Regions from separate parts of the Mus musculus genome. Here all the other regions are linked to region 3. A link is a contact called in public promoter capture Hi-C data. All regions are on one chromosome and are shown on one strand. Each heading gives the region's core, a stretch centred on a gene start, on an enhancer-like site or on the middle of the called end of the contact. The rest is flanking DNA. Distances are from core to core; before and after follow the strand shown. Region 1 holds the start of Ropn1l (ropporin 1-like). Region 2 holds the start of Dap (death-associated protein). Region 3 holds the start of Otulin (OTU deubiquitinase with linear linkage specificity). Region 4 holds the start of Marchf6 (membrane associated ring-CH-type finger 6).

Evidence for each region. Promoter capture Hi-C pulls out the DNA fragments that hold promoters and counts their contacts.
Region 1: a contact with region 3 is called in a promoter capture Hi-C map of pre-B cells. The contact joins the promoter of Ropn1l here to the promoter of Otulin in region 3.
Region 2: a promoter capture Hi-C map of pre-B cells shows a contact between it and region 3. The contact joins the promoter of Dap here to the promoter of Otulin in region 3. A contact is called at or near these places in 3 of 39 promoter capture datasets (liver and pre-B cells).
Region 4: a promoter capture Hi-C map of pre-B cells shows a contact between it and region 3. The contact joins the promoter of Marchf6 here to the promoter of Otulin in region 3. A contact is called at or near these places in 3 of 39 promoter capture datasets (the HPC-7 cell line, hematopoietic stem and progenitor cells and pre-B cells).

What each region holds. Positions count from the first base shown.
Region 1 is chr15:31,451,915-31,455,119 of GRCm38.p6, forward strand. It overlaps Ropn1l (ropporin 1-like), which reads right to left and starts at 1,775. Exons shown (of 5, transcript NM_145852.2): 1 at 1,499-1,775. The coding sequence starts at 1,629. It overlaps Gm49208 (a long non-coding RNA gene), which reads left to right and starts at 1,757. Exons shown (of 2, transcript XR_003951491.1): 1 at 1,757-1,998; 2 at 2,766-3,205.
Region 2 is chr15:31,222,261-31,225,771 of GRCm38.p6, forward strand. It overlaps Dap (death-associated protein), which reads left to right and starts at 2,125. Exons shown (of 4, transcript NM_146057.3): 1 at 2,125-2,323. The coding sequence starts at 2,269.
Region 3 is chr15:27,629,203-27,632,456 of GRCm38.p6, forward strand. Otulin (OTU deubiquitinase with linear linkage specificity) reads right to left here and starts at 1,491. Exons shown (of 7, transcript NM_001013792.2): 1 at 1,256-1,491. The coding sequence starts at 1,407.
Region 4 is chr15:31,529,031-31,532,380 of GRCm38.p6, forward strand. It overlaps Marchf6 (membrane associated ring-CH-type finger 6), which reads right to left and starts at 2,007. Exons shown (of 26, transcript NM_172606.2): 1 at 1,773-2,007. The coding sequence starts at 1,791. It overlaps Gm41287 (a long non-coding RNA gene), which reads left to right and starts at 2,074. Exons shown (of 3, transcript XR_875101.3): 1 at 2,074-2,907; 2 at 3,085-3,350.

The sequences.
Region 1 (3,205 bases), core at 525-3,024, 3.8 Mb after region 3:
TACCCCCCACCCCCACCCCCCCCAAAAAGTTCCATTCTAGGAATCTGAAAATGTGTGAGCTGGAGGTTAAGGAGGCACAGAAATGGCTTGGGGCAACAACTTGAGTGAATTCCCTTCGGATTTGGCCAGCACGAGGCCTTGTGCCAGGCAAGGTCTTAAGCCACAGTCAAAGAACTTGTAGCCAGGAAGATGAACATGAAATTAAGCACCAGGGCACCAGGTATGTCTATGAGTTATCAGAAACCATCTAAATCTGAAACATAGATAGATGGACATGGATAGTGAAGACTGAATAGATTAAAGGCAACCCCCTCTCTCTTCACCCTTTAGGGTCAACTCCACCTATAACTACTAAGACTTTTGTGCTCCTCTCTGTGGTTTCGTTAATGAGCTAAGGAGTGGTGCGGACAGCCACGAGAGAAACAGATGCAGAACTGTTGACCTAAAAGTCCAGGCCCCGGTTACAATGCTGTGGCTTGGTGGATTCACACCTATTCATAGTTGTTCCCTCATCGGCAGTCTAATGAATCAGGGATTTCTTGTGTAAGGCTTCAAAAAAACTCTCTCTGTAGTATTAATAAATGTGCCAATAGGGGCGGAGACTTGAAGTGCAAATAAACTTTCATAAAGACACCCTAGCCCTTCTCTCTAAGGCTCGAGCATATGTAATATCGCTGAGGGGTTATTGAGAGAACTGACAAAGGGACCGCTGGGCTCACAGGTGACCCTGACGGAGCTAAGTAAGACATCCAGGTCCTGTCCCCTGAAGCCCCGTGAGAGGTACTCTACATGGCAAGCGTCTTTGCACAATTAAGGACTTTAGATGGGGGAAACTATCCTGAAGAAACGGTATGGCTCCTAAATGTATCACAGGACTCCTCAGGAGAGGAAGGCAGAAGAGAACCCACGGATTGTAGAAGGGCCAGGAAGTTCCAACAGCCGAGTCTGATATGGAAGCAGCCACCCCAAACGCCTGTTGCCTGCTCCAGATGTTTTGTTGCTTTTACCTCCAGAGCTGTCGTTTTTTAAAAGTCGAGTTGTTAAAACAGCCAAAAGTAACGAAACCACCTTAGCTAATATAGTTCAGAGAAAGTTAGCAAATTTTGGCTAAAAATAGTTATTCTCGTGATTTAAAAAGTGGCACAGTTCTCTTGTAAAACCGAAAGAATGAGTGTTAAGATTATAATGGTCAGGCCCTTGAAAGGGTTCCTGTCCTTGTTTCTAGAGTGTGAAGGTTCGCTAGCTGTGAGCTGTGCTGGACAATTTTCTCAGGTGGCAGCTTTCACATACCTCTGCCTCATTTGGGGGTGGGTGGGGGCATAATTCAGTTGTTCTGGGCGGTTTCATTTATAACATCCCTGTAACTGATTTTTTTTTTTTTTTAAACTCAGCGGAGCCACTTTTTGCCCCGCGGTTGGTGTGCAAGCTTTGTTAGTCTACACCCACAACGTCGGCGTCTGTACTCGGTAACGGGGTGAGGTTCCCTGGCCGGCCTTACCCCGCCGACCACTGCAGCACGTCCGCCGGCTGCGTACGGATGGCAGCCTTGGTGAACTGCTTGAGGATGTCCGGCAGCTCCGGGGGGATGTGGATCTGCTGCGCGCAGAACATGGTGTCGGGCAGCGGCATCGTTCTGGGGAGACCGCGGCGGCCTGGGACGTTGTGCTGCGGGGAGGAGAGGCAGGGTCAGCGCAGCGGGCGGCGGGGAGGGACTGCTCCGCCCCCTCAGGAAACTGAGGCCCAACCGCCCAGAGCGGATAGAGCACGCGATTGTGGCGTGCGGTCTCCAGGCAACCCGAGCTGCGCATGCGCACAGCCTCAGCAAACAAGGGGCGGACGTCCGGCTGGCCTCTGTGACCAACGAGTGACCACAGAGCGGAGAGCGCCATAAAACAGCTTGTTTTCCTAAAACGCGGAGGTTGCGCTAATCCGAACCCCAAGAGGTCTCGACCAGGGTCTCGGCTTGGCGTGTGACTCCATTTGGTCCACACACCCACTGTATGAATACACATTTCCAAACCAAAGCAGCTTGGCAAAAAAACATTTAGTTAATAGAATGGGAAAACAAGGACTCTCAGACACTGTTGACAGAAATGAGCGTTTATCTGGGGACTACAGGATTTTCTAACGACTTAGCAATATTTATCCTAAGGGGGGGGATAGGCATAAGGAGTAAATAATAATGCCTATTATGTAGCTTGGTAGGTTAACTTTTATTAAAACCTCTATCATGGTCTCCAAAGAAAAACAACACAATCGGGTAAAACCAACAGAGTTAAAATCTGATGTGGGGACTGCGAGACTCGCAAGGCTGGGGTTCATTTGAGCTGGGAATTGGAGACCAGCCTGGGCAACATTTAGCGCTTCAAGAAGCAACAAGTCTGTTCCCACCCACACCACCACCACCACCACCACCACCACCACCACCACCACCACCACCACCACCACCACCACCACCACCACATGACTGGTGAAGCGGAAAAGATTGTAAAACAATCTGGGTGTGCAGGTGTCTGTTCCTTTTATTCTTAAAAGTCTCAGGTATAAATTGTGACAATTCAGCTTTTGTTTTCTTAAGTGAATTATATTTTGCTGTTGTATCTAAAAAAAAAAAAAAAAAAAAAGTGAGCCTAGCCTACATTGACCTTTTTTTTCCCTACATAAGTTACTATTAGTTCGTTTGTACAGTATCTGTAGTGTGAATGTTTGCTTTTCATTCTGTTACCAGTCCAAATACTTCACTTTTTTTTTTTTTTTAATTTCAGCATCCATGCCCCGTTGTGTGGAATCCACTGAATACATACGGAAGTGTCTGCTTTACCAGATACACTATGGCAAGGAAATGGCCACCTAAGCAAAATGGGTGTGGTTCCTGAGCAAGAAGCTCCTTCCTCCTCCAAGTACATCCTAAAGCATAAATGAACGAGCCGAAAGAAAGTCTTAGGCACGGTTGTATAAGCAAAGGAGATTAAAGAAAACAAAACAAAATAAAAAAACCCAACGCAATGGCTAAACAACATAAAGTGATGCAGAGGGGCCTGTGCCTTGCTGACAGTCTACCCATGGTTTTAAAGGCTTGCAGAGTAGCAGCAGGAGGCTGATGGAGGACTAGGTGTGTATGTGTGCAGACCTAACGAGCCCACTGAGGAAGCAGCTAGGCCTCAGCGGTCTCCCCGGAGGGAGTCCTGTGTGCTGGCTTGGGCAG
Region 2 (3,511 bases), core at 875-3,374, 3.6 Mb after region 3:
GCTCCTGCAAGGGAAGCTGTGGAAAACTGAAGTACGCTGCCTCCGAATCTCTCCTTTTCAGGCAAGTTACTGCAGGTGTTTGTGGGAGTGCTGAGAAGCTAACATCCCCGGGGGGGGGGGGGTGGCACAGCCCTCTGCCCTCCGATGTCTTTCTTGCAGATAGGGAAACCACAGGGCTCAATGACGTCACTAAGGTTCAAAACAGACAATGGCAGGGAGAATTCGCACCTTCTGTGACTTCTTCACTCTTTCCAGATTCTGTTTAGAAAACAGCCTACTTAGAGAAAAGTAGGAAATGTCCTCCAAAACCCTTACCCAGAAGTCAGCCAGCACTAGGAGGAAATGCTGCTGGGCTGAGAAACCTGGTATCTGGGCCCAGCTCACATTCACCAGACTGAAATGACTCTTTCACCTCCTCCCCCTCCCGCTCCCCCTTCCCCTCTCTCTATCTCTTTCTCTGTGTATGTTCTTGTTAAAAATGAATTATCCTCTCTCATCCCTAGAACCATTTAAGATTCAATTAACACCAGTCAACATTACTAGAATCTGTTCGGTAGACACCAGTGCATAGAATGCTCCCAGAGTGGTACTCAACATGTAGACTGTACCTGTGACAGACTGGGCTGGACATGCCCACACCCACCCACATGCCTCCTCCACAAGTGAAAGTGAATGAATATACTATTATATCCTAAGCATCCACTCCATTTTCTGTGTAGGCCCCATTTGTTGCTCTCTGTTAAGACAACATTGTAGGAGACCCATTGCCTCTCTGTTCCAGGATTATATGGGTCTTTTGCGATTGCCATGGCTAAGGGCCTGGAATATAAGTGAAAACCATATACCAGGCTTCTCCTTCCATGGAGCTGACAGTCCAGTCCATGGAGAATTCCAGTAAATGAGCAGAGAGAAATAAGGACGGCCAGATGAGGTTGATCGCATGGAGGCAGTAAAAAACATGAACAGAAACATGAGCCGGGCACCTTGGCTACATTCTCAGATCCCACAGGTCAGCTGACTTCACAAGCTGGTTGTACTATAGGAAGGAGTCAGTCATGTAGATATCTGGAGGAATCAGTGCTCAGTGATGGGAATAGCAGATGCCAAGACCAGAAGAACTGGCCTGTCCCACTAAAGAAGGATCAGAACAACCAATATGGGTCAAGGAGCCATAAGCAATGAGCTGCTAGTTTGCCAGGCCCTGTCACGAAAAAAGCCTTGTGGGTTGTATGTGCTACAGGTTGCATTTGATGGCCACAAGGGCTTCAAACCTCCTCGACTAAGAAATTGTTTCTATGCAAGCCTGCAAACCACTTGCCTCTTGAGAACCGCGAGCTAAATAATTCTGAGTAATTTATGAATTACTCAGACGCCAACATCATTACAGTGGAAAGCACCCCAGGAACGTGTAGGGAAGAGGGCCAAGGATGATGCACGGGAGATACAAATATTTACAAGTCTACAGAGAAGCTTGCCAAGCCGAATGGCAGCCACGGTGGTCTGGACAAGGCAGAGACATGGCGTCCCTAAAGCTAAAGAACATCCAGAGCTGTCTGCAGTGCTCCTACGAGATCAAAGGCACTGGACAAGTGACCTTCGGATTTGGCAGCCTGGGGTCAGGGAGAGGTTCTGAGAGATCAGTCAAGAGGTTCTGAGAGTAAGGAAGGAGTAGAGAGGTGTGGCACCCTGCCTCTTTTAATAGCTGGGTCGTCTAAGATCCGTGTGCAGCCTGGAAGGGATGGTGGCAGGCCCTTTTCTAAAGATAGAAGACTGCTGATCTTGCAGAGCTGCGAGTTCTAGAGAGTAACGGATAAGTTTTGCTGCAAAGTGAGCCAAGGAGCCAGGAGCTGCCATCTCTGAACGAAACCCCGCGCTGGGGTCTCGAACCACCAGCAGGCTACGCTTCCCTCAGTGACAGCTTGGCTAGTGAACACGCACCACGGGTCCAGCCCCTCGCTGGTCGCAGGGCCGCCCCGCCCTTCACGTACACACGCGCCCTGTCATCCTTCCCATACAATAGCCTTGGAGTCGTACGTGGCGCTGGCCGCTGCGCATGCTCCACAAGGACGGGCGGGGCGAGGCGAGGCGGCTCACAGAGTTCGGGTGGGCGGGACCGTGCCACGCAGCCGTTTGGAGCCACGCCCCCCTGCCCGGGGCGGCAGTGCGCGTTCCCGAGCAGCGCGCGCCTCACGCCTTCCCCCGAGTCCTCGCGCGCGCACTGACGCCCACCCCGCGGCTGCCGTCGCCCCTCCGAAAACCAGCGGCGCCATGTCTTCGCCTCCAGAAGGAAAGCTGGAGACCAAAGCTGGACACCCGCCCGCCGGTACTGACTGGTTTGCACTATGTCTTGGGGCGCCGGGAGGGGACAGGGCAGGATCGGGGTCCCAGTGCCCCGGTGCCCCTTGCTTGTGTGCTGCGCAGGCGCGCAGGTGAGCGGGCCCGGGGTGCAGGTGAGCGGGTCGCGGGATCCAGCCCTCCCCGGCGGGGACACCCTAGTTGTACAAGTCAAAACTCAAAAGTAGGCAGTTTTTATGAGATTGCACAGATGTTTGCGTGGGAGACCCCCAACAATTAAAAGGTAGTGTTGTATCATGATGATTAATCGTGGGCTGACAGCATTTCACACTGACAGACCAAAGAAGCGGAAATAATTATGATCATTAATCACCCGGCATGACTTCCTTTATTCATTTAATTTTCGCATCCAACTCCCTCTTGAAAGTGGTTAAAACGGTATTTTTTTAAAGCAAACCCGGAACTTCTGAGCCAAAACTTCTTTTTACTGGCAGTTCAGTCCAGTAAAGAGCCACCTCTCTTAGGAAATGGTGAGCAACCTTTGTGTGCCTTGGGCAGCCGCCTCCACTCAGTTCCTGTTTGTTCCTCCATGGCTGGAGGAGTTGGCATTTCTACTGCCCTTTCTGGTGGCAGAGATACCTGTGGAAGCACCACAGAGAGCCAGCCTGGAAACCGTGGGTCCTAGAAGCCAAGTCTCCTGTGGTATAAAACCAGGGCATCTCCCTGCAGACCTTGGAGGACTGTGTGGGGTAGGGACACATCTGTACCATCTTTCTGTAGTAAAAACTTAGACTCTCCAGCTGCTGGCCCCACTGGAGAACAGGAGGAGAGAGGAAACTGCCTTTAAAGTATGCTGTATTTCAAAGCTGATTCACTATGACAGTGCTTCTCAACTCGCCTAACTGGGGTTAGGAGTTATAGCTACGGGAGTCTTTGTGTTCAGTGTAAGATACTATGCTAGAGTATGGAAGGCTCTGGGTTCAATTCTCACTTCTTACAATACAAATTAACTTGTGGAAAGATTACCTTTAAGATACTGGCTCCTATCCCTAACCAAGTCTGTCCGCAATGGGTACCGGCTTGCTTCGCCAGTGGCGTCTCACTGAGTATATTAAACCACCTTCAGGGTAGGCCCTATGCCCCAGTAAATAGATGGCCAACGCAAAACGAACTCAGTGGTATTTTTGTAGACTTCCTGTCTCATGTGGTTTTCTTT
Region 3 (3,254 bases), core at 241-2,740:
TAGGGTAAGACTGAGGTGCAGGGCTTAAAAGGCTGGGCATCCAGGAAAGGAATGGACTAGGAAAGCAGGCTGAAAGGCAGAGCCGTCAGGAAGCAGAGGAAGAGCAGAGGAAAGAGACATCTCTAACCTAGACAGTTTCAACCTGGCAACCACAGACTAGACCAACTCAAACATGGCCCTGTAATATAAAGGAGCTCAATAGAAAGAAAAATAAGTGTCCCTACTTAAGAATCAGGACATTTCATTTAAAAAAACCAGGCTATCTAGATTCATTGACTACAGCAACTATGGCTGAAGCTTAGATAATGCTGACCCAAATAAAGAGCTAAAAGCTCCCCAAGTCCCAAAGCTAACAGACAATGTCACTAACGCTAATTGGCAGCCTAGCTCTTAGAGAAGGTTAAGGCTTCCCACTCTATACCTTTCCTGTTACCACTAGCTCATTACAGGAATAATTACCATCACACTCGGGCGCTCAATAAACGAAAGCGGTCAAAGCCCACCGCAAAGCACCTCACAACTGAGCTGCTATTATATCCCGTCTTCCTTAACAAGGCTTCAAAAGACCCCTTCTTAGGAAATTGAAAGAGCTCTAAAGGTCCATCTAGACACACCTTATGCTTTAACTTTTGGATCATAAGAAAACTGACTGTCGGAGCTTTTGATTTTCTAAGTCCAAAGACATCTAGAACTGTGCCACGAACTCAGTAGACACCTCCAAACCCTGCACAGTGAAATCGCTTCTAACTTACTGTTTTTCTTCACAGTCAATAAGGAACTGCTCTAAAACTGTGTGCCTGTGTGTGTGTGTGTGTGTGTGTGTGTGTGTAAAAGCAAAGAGTGGTAGGAATACCTAGCCAGGGTCTGACGGGGTAAAACGGAGAGGGCCAGCCTGTGGCCAAAGTCTGTCCAACAGGTGGGAAACTCTTCAAGTGGTGACATCGCAGGACAATTCTGTGGCTGTTACTGGGGCGAACTCACTTCCTCCGAGCTAGGTTAGGGGAAAAGAGCTACAGGGAGTCAGTGGATCATTAAAGGGGCCTCTCTGGATTTCTTTCCCAAATTCCTAGCGCTTTCCCTAACTTCAGGATTGGACAGTTGTCAAAGCGGGAGTGTGGCGGCCTGGGTGACCGAGCTGTGACAGGGTCCACACTCCCGACTCTCTACTGCTCGGTCTGGGTAGCCGACCTGAAACCGAGGGAACCCACGCAGCCCCGCGCCCGCGCCCGCTCCCACGCCCGCCCCGCTCACTCACTGCTCGGCCGGGCATCGCGTCGCGGCCCGGGGCTGCGCGCCGGCCGTCACCTTCCCGCCGTCCCGCGCCGCGGCCCCGGCCTCGCGCGCCGGCGTCTCGGCGCAGCTTGCACCGGGCCACGCTCCGGGCTGGGGCATGGTTCCCCGACTCATCCGCGGCCACGCCGGGCCCTGCCGTCCCGCCGTCCGGAGCCGTGGCTGCGCTGCCCCGCACCCCGCGAGGTCCGCAGAGCGCTTCCGTAAGCGTCACTGTGGCCCGCCCCGCGACCTTTGACCTGCAGCAAGGGGGCGTGGCGAGAGGCTAGGGGACCTGGAACGGGCGGGGCTGGGAATGGAGGGAGGACGCCTGCGCAGAGCGGATTTGAGCCGCGGAGCCTGGAGCGGCCCGCGCCGTGTGCCCACTGCGCATGTCCGGGCTCAGTAGGTGGTGTTGGGGGATGTTGGAGGCTGGGCAGGACACGCGGCTGGGCGGTGTGGAGTTGAGAGAGTTAGGATGCCGGGTAGTACTTACCTCGGTACAGAACTTCATCCTTGGTCCCCTAAAAGTTCTGCTGGCACCGTTCCTCAGTGCCAGCGCGGCCTCTGGAGCCCACGTGGCCTTGACCTCGGCTGTGGGGTCGTAGTTGAGCAAGCACAACATTCTGTGCCATCTTGAATTAGATTGCTTCATGTGATCGATTTAAGAGTAAGAGTAAAGGGCTGACATTAACAGATTTCCAAGGTATGACCGTGGAGGCGCAGAAGCCGGGGAGAGTGGGTGAGTTAGTAGGCATGGCTCCAGCCTTGAGGCAGAACCCGAGTATGGAGCAATAGCGAGGCAGGGACATTTCGGAAGCCTGCAGATAGGTTCAGGGGCAGAACCGAAAAGTAAGATTGGAAGTCAGATCATAAAAAGCCAAGTTTAGATTGATAAGCTTGAGCTTCGTCTTTTCCGTGTTCTCTCTATAAGGCCATTTATGAAAGATCATTTTTGCCTGCAGTTAAATATTAAAGCATAGGACTAAACTGATGTTCAGAGGTGAGGGGAGCACACTAGTGTTAAACATCCCCAAGGCTGATTGGGTGATTAAAACGTCCTTGATTATGGAGAGCTAGAATATTACCGATTAGGAGTAAGCTGCACAGTCTTGGGCGATCTTCAGTTCTCCTTAATAGCCATTTATTGCCAACCTCATTATAGCTTTTAGGTAAATCATTGGGATCTACAGACTTACGGCCAGAATAACATCAGATCACATAACAAACATTTAACAAACATTTCTACCATCTACCTGATGCGTTTTAGAAAGACCTTTGACTTAATGTTTGATTTGTTCTGTTACTATTTAAAAAAACAAACAAACAAACAAAAAAGCAAGGAAGCCATTAGGCTGGAGCATATGGAGACTATTTGGAATAAGTCAAATCTGTGTTCCTGGACCATTGTGCCTCATATTTCCTTGGCTCCAGACTAAACTATCTTACTTTCTTTCAGGGGAGGGCTATGTTCTTTGTAAAGAACCTGTAAAGATAAACTCGGGGAGGTGGGAACATAAGAGGATAAACTATAGAAAGAACATTTGTGCTGGGTGAGATGGTGCACGCCTTTAATCCCACCACTTGGGAGGCAGAGGCAGGCGAATTTCTGAGTTCGAGGCCAGCATGGTCTACAAAGTGAGTTTCAGGACAGCCAGGGCTACACAGAGAAACCCTGCCTCAAAAAAACAAAACAAAACAAAACAAAACAAAAACAAAAACAAGAGAAAGAAAGAAAGAAAGAAAGAAAGAAAGAAAGAAAGAAAGAACGTTTGTCTTGAGACAAATAACTCTGAGGTGTTCTTTTCCTTTTTTTTTTTTTTCTTTAAAAAGTAAGAAACACACCTGCTGAAAATTCAAAGCATAAAATGGTAAGCAAACTGGTTGAGGAACTTAAGGAGGAAGGATTGTAGTAGGTCATCACCCAGTTCACGTCCATCTGGAACATCCCAATCTGACTTCGGGGGGCCGGGGGATGGGGGAAG
Region 4 (3,350 bases), core at 757-3,256, 3.9 Mb after region 3:
CTGCCCAGGTGGAAAAAAATCAGGTTTTCATATAATATGTCAGTGCAAAGCCAAGTAATACAGATGCTAGATTTAGTCATTAAAACTTAAATCAAAGGAGATTATGTGTAGTTGAGAGCACTTGTTCTTACAGAGGACCAGGTTTTGAGTCCCAGCACACATGGCATTTAACAACGATTAAATACATATGAGCAAAATACAAACAAACTCGAATCAAAGCCAGGCATGGTAGTACAAGATGCTGAAACAGAGGAGTATGGAGAACTCATTTCAAAAACCAAACAAAACAAAGACAGGCACTGAATATAAACGGCTGTGAAACCTACAGAGATGTAAACACAAGATCAACCTGGGCGATTGTTAATCCTCAACAGTTTCTTTCCCAAAGTTCTGCAATGGCAACTAGCTTCACTCATTGAATAGAACCGTACTGTAGCATAATGAAGTGGCAGCGACAAACAATGAAAATAGGGTCAACTGTTTCTTACCACCCGTGTGAACCTTAACCAAGCTATTAAATAAGCCTACATTTCCACAGCCACGAAAGGTAACACACATCCACCCCGCAGGGCTGTCGGGAACGTCAAAGTGAATCAATCCTCCTGTGCATATTTTGTAAACAATACTTTTTTTTAAAAAAAATCAACTCATCACATTATTACTAAACTTTTTATTACTCTAATGACTTCAATACAAGTGCTTGATGGTTCGATTGCATGTAAAGTCGGTAAAATAAAGCCTGAGGTTGAAAAGAACGCTCATTCGAACAAGAATATATCTAAACAGTAAGTATCTGCACTAGTAAGTACATGATCAATAATTTCCTCTACAGACTCACTAATACATCAGTGCCTCTAAAAACTGCTTTAAAACACTTTGCCACAACGTCAGGTAAGCGGCTGCTTTCTACACCCATGTGGCTGCTTTTCTTTCGTGTTCTCTGCTAATTCAAAACAACCGCATCCAAAGTACACGTCCACAAACAAAACAAACAAACCCTTGCTTTGTGGTGACAAGGATTTAGAAGAAACCTAAATATTCGCCTTTCCCTCCTCCAATAGTCTCTAGAAACCGTCCCCTCTCGGGTCTGGTCAGTGCAGTTAGGGTAAGGCAAACAGAGAGCAAGATTTTGCAGCAGGGGTCAGTTCAGTCCACTCAGCAGTCGTCACCTCGCGGGGTATTTTCCGCGAAGTTTCAAAGTCAACAAAGAAGTTGTGTGGCAGAGGTTGGGCCTACAGGACAACAGCAAACAGACTCGAACACGGAGGGGGGAAAAACGAGTGGGGGAGGGGAGTGGAAACGCCCCCGGACTTCGCACTGCGGCCCCCTCCTCCGCGGACCGCGGGATGGCGGTGGCCGGGGCCCCGATCTTCCACACCGTCAAGTCCCCGGCAGCCCCACGCCTCGGGCACCCTATGGTCTCCAGCGCCCCACTTCCCGACATCCCCATGTCTCGAGCACCCCACGTCGCGACACCCCCACGTCCGGGATGTCCCACGTCCCGGCACCCCACGTCTCGGACACCGAAGTCCTGGCACCCCAGTGTCCCAGCCGAGGCTGAGTCCTCGTCGCCCGCGGGAACCGGCGGGGGGCGCGCAGAGGGTCACCTTCCGATCCGAGCCCGCTGGAGGACCAGCTCGAGCCGCGCGCTCGCCCGCCCGCCCGCCCGCCCGCCCGCCGGGCAAGCAAACTGCCCGCGGGATCCGCCGCGAGCGCCTCGGCCCGACTGGAGCGCGGGCGCCGCTGCAAGGGCGCGGGCGCCGCCGCCTCACCTTCCTCGGCGGTGTCCATCTTGTCTGGGGGGCGGCGGTGACGCAGCCGCGAGGCGCCCGCGACCCGGCAGAGCCTCGGGGCCCGAAGGGAAAGGCGGGCGGGCGGGCGGGAGGAGTGGAGGAGGAAGAGGACGCGGGCCGGGCAAGTGCGTGCGCTCGGGTGCGAGAGGAAGCCGGTCGCGGGCGAGGGGGACAGGGACAGCGACTGACAGAAAGCGAGCGCCGGGGAGGGGGGAGGGGCGCGCGGCCGAGCGACGGGCCTGGGCGGGGCGCGCGGCGGAAAAGGCGGGGCGCCGGAGCGCTGCGCGTCACATCCGGCGCGCGCCTTCGCTCGCGCTCGCGCCGGGCTCGCGGAGGCGGGGGCGGGGTGCGAAACACGGCCTGACTGGTGGCGAAGGCTGCGCGCGGGATGGAGACTGAAAACCTAGAGGCAGGCGGCAGGCACCTCGCGGAGGGGCGGCTGCGGCGGCGGCGGCGCGGGCGCGTTCCGGGACAAAAGGAACGCGGAGCGGCGGGAGCGAGCCCGGCGCGCACGCCCGCCCGCCCGCCGGAGCGGGTGTGGGGGACAAAGGGTCCCAGCTTGGGGTACCCGACCGCCACTCCCGGGGCGTTCAGAGTCGGCCCCGGAACGAGCATTTTTGGTTCCGCTCTTGAGTGGTTCTGAGGCACGTCTGAAAGAATTACAGAAGCATCCCTAAGATGGAAAAAGACGAGCATCCAGGTTATCAGAATCTCTCCTGGGGAGGCTTATGCAATTGAGTGGAAAGACCACGTCTTCACAGCTGAAAGCCAACATTGAATCTACCTCTAAGGGAAATGGGTTCAGATGGCGACACAATTAAGGGAAGCTTACCTGGCCAGAACTAAATGGCTGATGAAAGAATGATGAAAGACTCAGACCTGCTCGCATCAGTAGGCCACCTTCCTCACATAATCCTTAGAGCTTTCTCTAAATAAGATAGTACAGATTAGAAGAAAAGTGTTTCCAACCCGGATGCTTAAACGTGCACATAACGGAAAGTAGATTCAAGAAACGGAATTTTGGCCGGGCAGAGGTGGTGCATGCCCTTAATCCCAGCACTTGGGAGGCAGAGGCAGGTGGATTTCTGAGTTGGAGGCCAGTCTGATCTACAGAGTGAGTTCCGGGACAGCCGGGACTACAGGGCTACACAGAGAAACCCTGTCTCAAAAAACCAAAAAAAAAAAAAAAAAAAAAAAGTTATGTGACTGTTTTTGTTTTAACCCCAGGTGTGGGATATGGGGCTGCTTCAGATGGGCCACAACCGTTAACTATGATTGTCTCGTACTCTAGGAGGGGAGTGATCTAAATGGCAGTCTCCAGAGCAGTGGGAGGTGCTTTGAGGAAGAAGAAGTGGGGAGAGGAGGAGGAGGCAGAAGAGAAGGAGGAAGCAGAAGAGGAGGAGGAGGTTTTTGGTTCCTGCTGCTCCTGTTGCTGTTGCTTAATGAGACGTTGGAGATGCCCTGTTGTGGAAGATTGGACTGATCTCAAGAAACTCAATGCCCCTAATGATCAGGAGTAGTCAAAAAGGTCTACATCCCCCTTTCCCTCTAACCTTC